Regions from separate parts of the Mus musculus genome. Here region 2 is linked to region 1. Evidence: chromatin contacts called from public HiChIP or PLAC-seq data. All regions are on one chromosome and are shown on one strand. Each heading gives the region's core, a stretch centred on a gene start, on an enhancer-like site or on the middle of the called end of the contact. The rest is flanking DNA. Distances are from core to core; before and after follow the strand shown.

Region 1 (7,262 bases), core at 2,657-5,156:
CTTAAAGTCTTTTACTCTTGCATACAGTTGGTAACTGTGCCTATTTTCACTGTATCTCTGTTTACTGTGTGCTTTCTTAAGAATTACCTATAAGCAAATTATGTATTCACCATCTTGTGGCAGGCTGGATCTAATACAGTCAGGAAGGCTTCCAACACTTTAAGTGCTCTTGAAGGTAATAAAAAGGAGGGCTAATTACCTAACTGAAGTGATTATTGAGAGATGTTGGACATCTTGACTCTCTGGGATTGTGACATTAGCCAAAGTGGCTTAAAAGAGGACAGCTTTGAGGAACAGCAGGGATTAGGTTTTTGTTTTTTTGTTTTTTAACTTTTTATTTTTTTATCTATGGTGTTGGTGTTTCTGTAGTTGAACAGAGCAAGAGGACTGAACTAAGTGATGTATCAAGTGTCTGTGGGTGACGAGGTAATTTTAAAGTATGTGGCTGGTGTTCACAGTCGGAGCCTGTGAGATTTTACATTTAATGATTAAACCTTCCAATGGCCATCCGTCTTTCTCTTTAATAAGCAATACTCCTTATCAGGCCTGACTTGTGTACATTGATTGCACCATTATACTTGTTAAATATTAAAGTATTTTCCCCCCTGTGTGAAGTCTAATTAGGCAAAGTGTTCTGTGCAAGCCTGGAATTATCATTTAGAATAATAGCTCAGTCATTACCTGTGACACATACCTCAGTCTGCTGGTTTGTGGACCTTTTATTCACCCCCTAATGAGAATACCAGAGTAGTACTGATCTCTCTCTCTCTCTCTCTCTCTCTCTCTCTCTCTCTCTCTCTCTCTCTCTCTCTCTCTCTCTCTCTCTCTCTCTCTCTCTCTCTCTCTCTCTCTCTCTCTCTCTCTCTCTCTCTCTCTCTCTCTCTCTCTCTCTCTCTCTCTCTCTCTCTCTCTCTCTCTCTCTCTCACACACACACACACACACACACACACCAGTCCTCAAGATTGGACCTAGGGGTTCACACATGCTATGCAAGCACTGTGATGCTGAACTATATCTTCATCTTTTTTTTTTTTACTATTTACCCACCTTTCTATTTTAATATTTGTTATTAATATTTTTGTGTGCATGTATGAGTGTGTATCCATATGTACATGTGTATTGCATGTGCGTTGGCATGTGTGTGTATGTGCTTGTGGCGCCCCAAGGCTGATGTAAACTGTCTTTCTCAATTGCTCTTCAGTTTATAATTTATATTATAGTCCTTGTTGAACCTAGAACTCACTATTTTTGGCTAGTTGCGCTAGCCAGCTTACTCTGCGAATTTCCTGTTTCTTCCTGCCTTTAGCAGAGACTATAGGAAGCTGCCATATCCGCCTGGATTTTATTTTATTTTTTTCAGTTCTCTTGCTTTAATGGCAAGCACTTCATCTACTGGGCCAGCTCAAAGTCACTTAATTAATTAGATAATTAATTAAAATTAATATCAACTAATTGAATGATAGGGTCTTGTGTAGTCCAGGCTGGCCTTGAAGTTGCTGTGACATTGAACTCTTGATATTGCTTCTCCTCTTGAGTGCTGATATTGTAGACTTGTGCCAACACACCTGGCTCTTATTTTTTATTTAAAACTCAGGAAAAAAATCTGTATTCTTCTGTGGACCTATGTATATATATAGATGCATGCATACACATGTAATGAGGCTGATGGATCTGAAATAGATCAGGCCCAGTTGATGGCTTGTTACTCTCTGAGAGGAAAGCTTTTAAGCCACAAGTTTCCTGTAATGTCTGGTTATCAGGCTAATAGGTTTTTCCTCTCAGTGGTCCTCGCAGTGCATGCTGGGGTTTTCGAAAGTGCCTGTATCCTGTCATAATACAAACAGCAGCATTGTGTTCAACTTATGAATATGGGAATTATGTCCATATCTTCTTAAAGTGAAAATTTATTTCTATTTGATTTTTGAATATGGTCAGATAAAAACGAGATTTGGCTCTAAATTAAAATATGGACACTAAGCTCAAAAACTGGACTACTTCCTTCAAATTTTCTGCTTCATTAGTGAGAAGTGGAATCTCAGAGGAAGCATGGCACACTGAGGTCCTCATGGATGCTGGAGGTGGCACACTGAGGTCATCATGGATGCTGGAGGTGGCACACTGAGGTCCTCATGGATGCTGGAGGTGGCACACTGAGGTCCTCATGGATGCTGGAGGTGGCACACTGAGGTCCTCATGGATGCTGGAGGTGGCACACTGAGGTCCTCATGGATGCTGGAGGTGGCACTCTGAGGTCCTCATGGATGCTGGAGGTGGCACACTGAGGTCCTCATTGATGCTGGAGGTGGCACACTGAGGTCCTCATGGATGCTGGAGATGGGAACAGACCTGGAGTCCTGCACTCCTGCACTTTCAACAAGGAAGTTCCTTGGCAGAGAATGATGGGAGGAGCGTTGCTCCCCCCAGGCTCTTTACACATGGTGGATTAGCAACCCGGGGAACTTGGAAAGATTTTGAGGGCAAGATTGCTGCCATGGCCAGCTGAAGACGGGGTCCATATCATTTGAATTTATCTGTGCCTAAAGAAGAATTTGCATTTTGTATTTGCTAATTGTCAGATCGCTGGGAACCAGAACTTGATGATTCAAAATCCCAGTGTTTCCTTGGAGAGTCACAGCGTTCTGTAGCCAGTTAAATGAGTAGCAACAGCTGCCAGGCAGTGATCCCAGGAAGTGTTGGCTGCAGCTGGGCAGCGGCAGGGCTCAGCTGGAGAACTGGGCTTCCATGCCTAAAATCTCAGTGTCTTGCTTGCTTTTCATAGCCTGAGATCAGACTTACTAGTTCTGAGTATTTAACCCAAGATTGAAGAGGGTCCAGAAAATTCATGGGCCAACAACCTGTTGGTTTATATAGTATGATGAACTATCATGTAGCTCTGAGGTTATATCTGGGTTAGACCAACTGTCTTCACTAACTATGAAACTAAGTATTCTGTTGCTACTTTGTCTTGCACCTCTTATCCAAGTCTCTCATCTGCAAAGCAGGAGAAATAGCAAGTCTTTGTGTTTAGTTTGCTGTGTGAAAGGAGCTATCTCAATGCTATAGAGGGAGGGGCTTCTCAGTACTGTTAACGGCTTGCTGCATTCTCTTCGGTGCTTTGCCACAGATGCACGCCTTAGAGAATTTATTGTTTTGGAGATAGGATGCTGAGATGGGAAGTTTGACTAATACCTTAGTAGAGTAGTGAGAAGTTACTAAAATAAGTTGCAAGAGAAACAAAAATGGACACTTTTCAAAGGAAATAGGGAACCTCAGCTTCGAATTCCATGAAAATCCTCCATATTCCGAGGGCAATAAAAGGCATCAATGCAGATTTGTACTAGGATTCGAGCAGGGAAGCCTGGACTCGAGGCTCTGCCATTCTGTCTTCCCGAGGAAGCTGCCTGACCTGCAGAGAATGCTGCGGGGGAGGCTACATGGACTCTGTGTCCTCAGGCTAGGGGCTCTGCTGGTGCAGTGAAAGGAAAGGCTGGGAAAGTGCATGGGAGTGACTTGTGTGTGTGATCTCTCTCTCTCTCTCTCTCTCTCTCTCTCTCTCTCTCTGTCTCTCTCTCCCTCCCTTCCTCCCTCCCTCCCTGTTTTTCTCTCTGTCTTTGTCTCTGTCTCACTCTGTCTCTCTCTCTGTCTCTCTCTCTCTCTGTCTCTCTCTGTCTCTGTCTCTCTCTCTCTGTCTCTCTCTCTCTCTGTATGTCTGCTTCCTGTGACCCAGACCTGGCCCTGTATGGTGATAGAACAAGCCTGGAGCTGTCACCTCTGCTTTGGGGCTCCATGTACAGAAGACAGACGAGCAAAATTCAGGAAAAGGGAGGGTGGATGGTGTGAAGAGAATACCTGAGTGAATCACCCACCACATCCCAGGAATGTGGGTCAGAGGGACCAGTGAGGGATCCACCAAAAACTTACAAAAGCACACATGAGAAAGAGATGGTCTTGGTTTAAATATGCTATGGTCTAGAGAATGTGAAGGCTTTTGCAGTAGTGAGGATTAAATTTGCCTTCATATCAACACAGCAGCAATGTAAAACTGAAGTTTATTCCTCTCTTATATAGAAGTAACTGAGTAATTCATGGAGACTTTTTTCAAACAGGTTCCAGGAACAAACCATTTGGTTCCCTCACCCTTCTCACGGCGTGTGTAAGTCTCAGAGGAAGCTGCTAAAGTCCCAGACGCAGTAGGAAAGGAAGAATAGAGGAAGGTGTGCCTCTTCCCTTTCAAGGATGCCTTCAGGATATCTCATCCAACCTTTAGCTTATACCCCACTCACCAGAGTTCAGCCACCTGGTCACATTTAGCTCCAAGACTGTGGAGGAAATGTAACCTGAAGCCTGAATAGTGATGAGCCCAAGCTGATTATTGTGATTCTTGTCTAAAGTACCAAAGGCACTCCATGACCTCTGTCACTCCATTTTTATGACATCTGTCAGGAGCTATTGCATCATACCTGGAGGGACCAGTGCAGCAGCTATGGACCAGAGAAGGAAGTAGGCGGAAAAGGAGGACACCATAGCCTGCCTGTGTAGACCTGGGAGGGTGAGGAGCTGAGGCCGAAGCTCCTTCTGTCTTGGTCTTCTTGGAAGGTCGGTCTACACATTCAACTCTCTTCTTGCTGCATTTCGTGACACCACAGCCTTGGGGACTTTCAATTGCCTCCCAGTGGCTAGAGAACATTTGCAGCTTTCAAAACCGCTCCTTGCTTATCGAGCAGAACACCCGGTGGCAACAGAGAAGGTATTTTTAACTTAATAACTAACTCTACGTGTAGCTACTGTGCAATTTCAACAGTTAAATTTTAATAACTACCCTTTAAAACTTGCCTGATAATAACCAGACCAGGTTTACATTTTTGTTAATTATCTCAAGAAATGTCTGCAGAAAGCAGGATTCATGAGGGGATTCACTTAGGTTGCGGGATTCAACCAGATTCAGCTTCTCCTCCCCCGGCCCCCTTTACACCCTCCTCTCGTTTCTATTCTTCCCCCACTCCCCACTTTTATCACACCACTTCTGGAAGCTAAATGTTTTACTATCTCCCTCTTCGCTTTATCTCATGGAATTGTTTCCACATATTTAAGTTAACAAATCAATCACTAACCAGTATCACCCCTCCCACCCTATCTCCTTTTTTCTTCTTTCTTAAGATCAGGTTTTTTTTTTTGACTTGGCCTGACTCGCCTGGGATTTGCTATGTTGACAGGGCGAGGCTCGAACTAGCAGTAGTCCCACTGTCTCTACCTCCTAAGTGCTGGGATTACAAGTGTGAGCCAGCACATTTGACCTCATCTTGGTGCCTCTTCCTAAAAAACAATATGGAATATTTAAAGCAAAAACATGATCCCTGGTTGTTTATCATTTTACAAAATTGACAAATTAGGTGGTGTTGTGTTTTATAGTGAGCATTCACATGTATTTGCTACAAGCATGTGTGTATTTGTGTGCATGTGTGTTCTCACTTACTGTTCTTGCATTTCAGACATTCTGGGATGTATATACTTCTGATGCATTGTCTAGAGGGTCTTATTTTAAGAGTCTTCTAGCAGGAAATGTCCTGAGTTTGAATGCGAACTGTCCCTGTCCCTCACAGGCTTGTGATTTGGATCCCTGGTGTTTTATGATGCACGGCCTGGTTGGCAGAAAGTGGGTTATTAGTGGTGAGCTTTATGACCTGTTTCTGACCCCATGCTCTCAGCTTCTTGACTCACCAGTCCATGAGAAAGGTCAGTGGTATCTCCTACATCCCTGGAGCTAGCAAGTTCTGTATGCCTTCCCTCCATGGGCCTCCCTTAAAGTCCTCCTCTAATTTACCTCCATAAGTGTTAGAGTGGTGAGAAACGTAACTAATACACTCTCTTGCTGTTGTTTGTTCAGTGATGGTATTCTATTCCTATTTCTGAAAGATAGCTTCACTACTTCTAGCCTGGAGGTTACTGACTCTCAAGCTTCAGACATTGTGTTCACTGGCGTTTCAGTAGTCAGTTGTAAACCATTTTACTTGTAGAAACACACCCCTTTCTCTTCATGCTTTTAATGTCTTTTTTTCCCAACCACCTCTCCCCCCCCACTCCCCCACCCCCACCCCCGTTTTGAATGCTTTTGATGGTAAGGGAGACTTCCTTGTGTGGATCTTTTTTGGGATTTTGTTGCTTTTCTTATAATTCTGTAAATTGCTTCTTGTCACCACTGGAGAATTCTCAATTATTACCTCTTCTAACAGTGCTAGCTCCCTTCTGGAAATCAAGCAAGAAACACGATAGGGTTTTTTTTCTCTTTATTCTGTAGAAATGTTTCTACATTTCCACCCCTCTGGGATATTTTCAGAATCTTTTCTTTTTAAAATAGAAATAGAAAAAGTTTGTTAAGCCGGGTGGTGGTGGCACATGCCTTTAATCCCAGCACTTGGGAGGCAGAGGCAGGTGAATTTCTGAGTTCGAGGCCAGCCTGGTCTACAGAGTGAGTTTCAGGACAGCCAGGGCTACACAGAGAAACCCTGTCTTGAAAAACCAAAAAAAAAAAAAAAAAGTTTGTTAAGAAAGGGCAAGTTGCTGTGTGTGGTGGTGCTCACCTTTAATCCTAGCTGAAGCAGGGCGACTCTGTGAGAGGTCAGCTTGATCAGAGTGAGTTCTAGGACAGCCAGAGCTACACAGTGAGATCCTGTTGAGGAAGGGAGAGAGAGAGAGAGAGAGAGAGAGAGAGAGAGAGAGAGAGAGAGAGAGAGAGAGAGAGAGAGAGAGAGAGGCGCCTGAGAATAGAAGAGAGCTAAGGAGCTAGGGAAAGGTTTAAGCATAAAAACCCTTGAATAATTTCCTTAGTACTATTTCCTATTTTACAATCCTTTTCTTTTTTTTAAAAAATTAGATGTTTGATTTATTTACATTTCCAATGTTATCCCCCTTTCAGTCTTCCCCTTGGCAAACTCCCTATCCTATCACTCATTACACAGCTTCAATGAGGGTGCCCCCACCCACCTACCCACCCCTGCCCCACTGCTCTAGCATTCCTCTACACTGGGGCATCATGTCTTCACAGGACCACGGGCTTCTCCTCCCACTGATGCCAGACAAGACCCCTTCAGCTCCTTTAGTCCTTCTCTTAACTCCTCCATTGGGGTCCCTGTGCTCAGTCCAATGGATGGCTGCGAGAATCTGCATCTGTATTGGTCAGGATCTGGCAGAGCCTCTCAGGAGACAGATGTATCAGGCTCCTGTCAGCAAGCACTTCTTGGCATCAGCAATAGTGCGTGGGTTT
Region 2 (6,743 bases), core at 1,550-4,049, 310 kb before region 1:
ATAGCTGCTGTGAGTTCGTGGTTGCTACGCTCATGTTGTGCTTAGAAGATGGCATGTCACAGCTCTTCTCTCTGTTTCAGATCTTACATTCTTTCTGCCCCTCTTCCAAGATGATTCTAAGCCTTAAGGAAGTGATGTAGATGCATAGTTTAGGGCTGAGAACTCAACAGCCTATTATTCTTAGCATCTTGTGAACTCATGGGTCTCCATGTTCACCTCTACTTACTACAAAAAGAAGTTTCCTTTGATTAAGTCAATTTAACAATACAGTAGTAGTAGGTTCTCAGTTGGGGTCTGAGACCTTTTCAGTCATGGGCTTTTTGACTGGGTGGACAATACTAGGCATGAATAACACATGTGAATACGTATGGATAACATATATGAAATCTGTCTTGTGGAGCAGGCCTAGCATCCAACCAAAGAGCAGTTAGTTACTGTGGCATCATTCTACCAGTAGGCACATAGTAAACTTGACCAGTTTGGGGCTGGAAATCAGTCAGCATTTAAAGAGTGCTTGCTGCTCTCCCAAAGGATCCAAGTTCAGCTCCCAGTACCTACCCTGGGCAGCTCACCACTCCCTATAACTTAAATTCCAAGGGATCAAGCACCTGCTTCTGACCCCCGTGGACACCTCCATGCTACCTCTAGTATACAAAGATGCACACACATGTACATAAGCAAATTGTTTTTAAATCTCTCAAGTGTTTGAGCCACTATTTCTGGCTTATGGATCCTATCCTCTATGTTCACATTCTTATCTACTACTGTTATTATATTACAGAAAAGCTATTATATTGTAGAAATTGCCCAGTTTTTTTCTTGACAACAATTTTATATAATCTACTGTCTCTCTTTAATGGTAGATAGATACGGAATATCTTTGCTGGCCTCTTCTCTGCTCTTCAACTTCCAGATATAGTTTTATTATGACTTTCTAAAGTAATAATACTAATCTGCATGCTTATTGCTCACTGCTGAACTGGAGGCATGGAATCTGATTTCATTGTTTCTCCAGATTTTGTTTCTCAAGAATGCTTTCAGGAATCTCTTTGTTTTCTTTTCTTTTTTTTTTTTTTTTTTTTTTTTTTTTTTTTTTTTTTTTTTTTTTGGTTTTTCGAGACAGGGTTTCTCTGTATAGCCCTGGCTGTCCTGGAACTCACTCTGTAGACCAGACTAGCCTCGAACTCAGAAATCCGCCTGCCTCTGCCTCCCGAGTGCTGGGATTAAAGGCGTGCGCCACCACCGCCCGGCCTCTCTGTTTTCTTAAGGGGCTCTCTTTTCTCTCCACCAACTTTCCCTTTCATGAGCTCATCTGCTTTTACTCTGCATGCTCATATCTGTGCCAGCAGAAAAGTTGTCCTAGTTTCTGCATGAGGCTCTCTCCCTCTTCCTTAGGCTCCAAAACCCACAAGTGGTACAAGGACACTTAGAAGGGTGTGGTGGGCAGGGTTAGAGAGCTGAGATCATTGTCTTGTCTCCCGAGCTAAGATTTCCTCACCCACCCAGCTTCCCAGCTTCCCAAGTGTTTTTTGGGAAAATACTCTTTTCTCCTTTGCTTCTCTCCTCTTCAATTTTTTTTTAAATAATTGGAGTGTAACACATCCAACATGTGTAAGTTTTGAGTGAGTACTGATAAATTTGTTTTATATATATATATATATACTTTTCTGATAAAGAAAGCATACACTTGTAAGCCTTCAAAGACAACAGTCTCCTCACACTTCTTCCCGGTGACTCACCCACTCCTACAAACCTCTGCGTTCTGTCCCCATTAATTAATTGTGTTGACTTTCAAAGAAATATTGACTTTCATCCATTTCTCAACTAAGATTCCTTTTCAGTTAGAACTTCATGATATGTGGTACTCTTAAAGGGCCTCTCACTTCATCCTGCTGGATTTGGCATGATGGTACCATTGTGCAGATGAAAAACTGAGTCAGATGTAAAATGATCAGCTTGATTTCAGATAGTCACTTCTCGTACAACAAATAGCAGAGCCTTATTGAACTCAGACCAACTTGGCTCCCAAGTCTGAGCACCTTCTCTTTTAAGCCAGTTATCCTTGTTAATGCTGTCTGCTTTTGAGTAATGTTTGGTAGACATTGGTAGATTGTTTCTGGCACATTCCTTTAGGAGATAACCAAGATATATACAATGGACAGAAGCCTAGAGTCCAGACTTAATCTGGATGGTGTCTGCCATGGAAAAGCCTTTATGTGTCTTAGTAACAAACTTACTCTGGCTGTCCCGTGTTGCTGCAAGGAGCAGAGGAGGGAGTGTATGACTGGGCAAAACCAGAACAAAGGATTAGTCTCCTCTAAAGGATCTGATGGTCAAGTCTTTCATAATTCTCCAGCTGTAGAGAAGAAAGGAGACTCGGATAGGGAGAAGCTTGGAATCCTCGGGAGGGGAGGGTGTTGTCAGCAAGCAGTGGGAGAGGTAGGGAAAGGAATGTGCGAGAGGAACAAAGGTTGGCGGGGTGGGTAGATAAAGGCTCTTGAGCAATCTCCAGGAGTTGTCCTCAGAAGAATAGATGAAAAGGCAAGGGGGTGGGGAGGCTGGAGGTGCAGCTCAGCGCTGGAGTTCATCCATGTGCTAGAGAGGAAAAACTGGAAAAGCTGTCTGGGCAGGAGGTGTGGAGATGGCTAGTCTCTGTCCCCAGTAGTTAATCTTCCCTGGTTATTTGATGGGATGCTTAGGGAGAGGTTTTTAAGACAATTGCACTTCTCCCTTTGGTCAGATAAGTGAGTTCCAGAGTGAGCCTGTTCCTGTGCTCAGGAGAGAAAGCAGACAAGGTCAGAGGAACCTGCATTCTGAGCAACTTCTCAGGCCTGATAGTGGATCAAAGCACCATCCCAGGGTATCTTTGCCTGAGCCTCAACAACATGGAAATTTACAGGTGTGATTATATGTCTTCAGATTCTGGGGTTGGGTTGGGGGCGGGGGAGAGAAGGAGACAGATTGTATCTAAGAAATGGAATCTTTAAGGGAAGGGAACCTGTCCCAGCCAATGTGCGAGTGTGAAGTGTGGCCAGAGAAGGGTCAGAAGGATTCTGAAGGTGGAAGGGGCTGTGAGAACATGGGGGTCTCAGATAGCTGGGAAAAGCGCAGACACAGATTCTTCAGAACTCTGATCCTGCAGAAGAGTGCCTCCTGCCATCTCGTGGATTTTAGCCCAGCGACATTTATTTTGGATTTCTATTCTACAGAACAGTAAGAGTTTTGAAAAAGATGTATTGTTTTAAGCCACTGAGTTTGTAGGATTTGTTCTAGTAGCAATAGAAAAATAAATACAGACATATACACACATGCATGTATGTAAAGAGGATGAAAGCTTAAGAAAAATCAGAGAATTATATACTTTTATTTTTTGTTTTTAATTAATTAATTAATTAATTAATTAATTAATTAATTTTGGCATTTCCTTTTTATTTAAAATAGATTATCTTCTCACATAATGTGTCCTGATAAAAGTTTTCTCTCCTCCTCCTCCTCCTCTTCTTCTTCCTCCTCCTCTCCTCCTCTTCTTCCTCTTCTTCCTCCTCCTCAGCCCTTCCCACTTCCTTTCCCAGCTGGATCTATTCCATTTCTGTTGTTTATTAGAAAACAAAGGGACCTTTAAGGGATAGTAAAAAAATATAATAAGATAAAACCAAAGCTAACATTGGAATAGGACAAAACACAAAACAGAAGAAAAGAGCTCTTCACACACACAAAAAAAATTAAAAGCATAAGAAATAGATCCACTTGTTATTTGCATACTCAGAATCTCATAAAACCAGTAAACTGGCCAGATGTGGTGGCACACACTTTTAATCCCAGCACACAGGAGGCAGAGTAAAGCAGATCTCTGAGTTTGAAGCCAGCTAATCTATATGAGCTGCAGGACAGCCAGGGCTACACAGAAACACTGCCTCAAAAACCAAAAACAATAAGAAAAAAAAAACAAAAACAATAAACTGGAAACCTAGTATATATGCGAAGGACCTGGGTTGGGGAGACAAAATAAAATAAAAATAAAAAACAAGATAAAATTAAAAAAAAAAAAAGAAGAAGAAGAAGAGGAAAAGCCCTAATCAGGACATTACGAGACAAGAAGCCTCCAAAGATGCTTCTGAGTTGTTTTGTGTCGGCCGTCTACTGCTGGCCATGGGGCCTACCCTTAAGAGAGGTTTGTTTCCCCAGTGAGACTCCCTCCGAGGAAACAAATTTTATTTTTATTTGCAAAGTGGTTATCAATTAGAGACAGCTGCTGGGTTCCAGTGGGGCTTGTATCCACTTCTCTTCTCAGCTGGATGAAAGAGCTGGTACACGGTGGCTGTGGCTTTAGTCTCTGTGAGTTCATGTGTGAAGGTCCTGTTGATTTAGAGGGCCTTGTTTTCTTGGTGTCCTCCATCCTTTCTGGCTCTTACACTCTTTCTGCTTCCTACTCTGAGAGTTTACTGAGCCCCAAGGGGAGGATGTGATAGAGACAATCTCTTGGGGCTGAGCATTCCAAGGTTACTCACTCTCATACTGTCTGGCTATGGGTCTTTGTCCTGTCTCGTTCTCTATCTGTTGCAGGAGGAAGCTTCCCTGATGATAACTGAGCAGGGCACAAATCTATCAATATAGCAGAATGTCATTAGGAGTCATTTCATTGCTGCATTTTTCCCCTTAATAATAATATTTGGTTTTACCCTAGGTCTCTAAGCAATCTAGTCTCTGGTTGTTGCATCCAAGCAGTGTTGGGTATAGTTTCCATGTCATGGTGTAGGTCTTAAGTCAAATCTTATATTGGTTGGTTACTCCCATAAGCCTTGTGCCACCATTGCCCTACTTACGTTGCAGGCAAGACACTACTGTAGATCAAAGGTTTGTGGTCGGCATGATGTTCATGTTTCCCTTCTGGTGTTCCAAAGATGCTAGAATGTAGGAGTGAAGGCTCTTTGCAGGCACTGCCTCTACTTCTCCATAGTCAATGGGTTGTGTAGGTATTGTCTTCAGCAATAGGGCCTTCCCTTCAGTTTTGTGGAGAGCAACCTATAGTTTCAGCAACGACTTGGGTTGTTTGAGGGGTTCCCATGAAACTCCTTGGCCTACAACTCAATAAGATGTAACCCAATCCTAATATTGGAAGATTCATGTGGTGATAAGAGATAACCAGTTCAGACTCTGTCTCCCCATAACTTGGTGATCTTATCTATCCCTTCATATATGCATATATTTTAGGTAGTTTCTATTGTGTTAGTTTTCCATATTACCACTCAAATGCCCCTTTATTTAGCTGCCTCTCATTCTGTTCCCTCCCTCATCTTCCTCTTCTCACTTCTTCTCTTTATTCTCCCATTCTGGCTCCCCCATCCACCCATAACTATATATTCTATTTCCTTTCCCTTACCCTATATCTATCTGTTGCTCTTCAGAGTATAGCTTGGTGATCACTGACTTAACAGCTGATACCCACATATAAACAAATACATACCATATTAGTCTTTCTGGGTCTAGGTTACCTCACTCTGGATAATTTATTCTATTCCATCAATTTATCTACAAAAGTTGTCTTTTTTTTAAACAGCTAAGTAATACTCTAGTGTGTAAACGTACCACAGTTTCTTTATCCATTCTTGTTGAGGGACATCTAGCTTTTTTCCCTCCAGTTTCTGGCTACTATCAATAGAGTAACAACGAACTACTGAACATGGTTGAGCAAGTGTCTGTATGGTACATGCCAACGATAGGGCTGGATGTTGAGGTAGATCTATCTATCCCCATCTTTCTGAGGAACTCCACACTGATTTCCACAGGGAGTGTACACATTTTCACCCCCACCAGCAATGGATAAGTGTTCTCCTCCACATCCTTGCCAGCATGAGCTGTCACCCCCCCCCCCCCCAGTCAGGGTTTCTCTGTGTAGCCCTGGCTGTCCTGGAACTCACTCTGTAGACCAGGCTGGCCTCCAACTCAGAGATCCGCCTGCCTCTGCCTCCCAAGTGCTTGGATTAAAGGCGTGTGCCACCACGCCCGGCGAGCTGTCACTTCTTTTATTGGTCTTAGCCATTCTGACAGGTGTATCTTGAAATCTCAGAATAGTTTTGATTTGCATTTCCTGGTGGCTAAGGAATGTTGAACATTTCTTTAAGAGTTTGTCAGGCTTTTTGAATTTCCTCTTGAGAATTTTCTGTTTAGATCTGTGCCCCATTTTAAAATTGGTTTGTTTTCTTGGTACCTAGTTTGGTTTTTGTATACTAATCCTCTATCAGATATCTGGTTGGTAACAGAATCTTTTCCCATTTTACCGGCTGACACTTTGTCTGAATGACGATGTCCTTTGCAGTGCAGAAACTTCTTAGGTTCCCAAGTATTCCTTGTTTATCTGTTGTTTATCTTAGTTTCTGTGCTGGCGGTCTTCTGTTCAAAGAGAGATTTTTCTTATGCTAATGAGCTCGAGCTCTTTCCACTTCCTCTTCTGTCAGGTCCAGTGTATCTGGTTTTATGTTGAGGTTTTTGATTCATTTGAAGTTGAGTTTTGTCCATAGGCTTGTAGATTTATGTCTGGGTCTTCAATTTGATTCCATGGGTCAGCATGTCTGTTTTTGTATCCACATCATGCTATTTTTATTACTATAGCTTTGTAGTACAACCTGAAACTGGGGATAGTAAAATCCCCATCGGTTCTTTTGTTATTCAGGGTTGTTTTAGTTACACTAGGGTTCAGGGGTTCGGGATTATTTTTCTGTTGTATCAGGCAGGTCTGGAACTCA

The links. HiChIP or PLAC-seq counts read pairs in DNA pulled down with a chosen protein or histone mark.
Region 2: an H3K27ac HiChIP or PLAC-seq map of extraembryonic endoderm stem cells shows a contact between it and region 1. The contact joins two enhancer-like sites. A contact is called at or near these places in 1 of 15 datasets of contacts at CTCF or cohesin (embryonic stem cells), 4 of 484 Hi-C or Micro-C datasets (all in embryonic stem cells), 2 of 115 datasets of contacts at active chromatin or transcription factors (embryonic stem cells and extraembryonic endoderm stem cells) and 1 of 9 other capture datasets (embryonic stem cells).

What each region holds. Positions count from the first base shown.
Region 1 is chr8:68,716,340-68,723,601 of GRCm38.p6, reverse strand. All of the region lies in intron 1 of Csgalnact1 (chondroitin sulfate N-acetylgalactosaminyltransferase 1), which reads left to right. Among named protein-coding and RNA genes, the nearest start is that of Csgalnact1, 15 kb to the left of the region's middle. Within about 2 kb of position 3,906, at least 18 of the 459 cell types and tissues checked have an H3K27ac peak or open chromatin away from gene starts, as enhancers often do. A contact at or near this core is called in extraembryonic endoderm stem cells, where this site is marked.
Region 2 is chr8:69,023,662-69,030,404 of GRCm38.p6, reverse strand. No RefSeq gene overlaps it. Among named protein-coding and RNA genes, the nearest start is that of Gm33103, 25 kb to the right of the region's middle. Within about 2 kb of position 2,799, at least 43 of the 459 cell types and tissues checked have an H3K27ac peak or open chromatin away from gene starts, as enhancers often do. A contact at or near this core is called in extraembryonic endoderm stem cells, where this site is marked.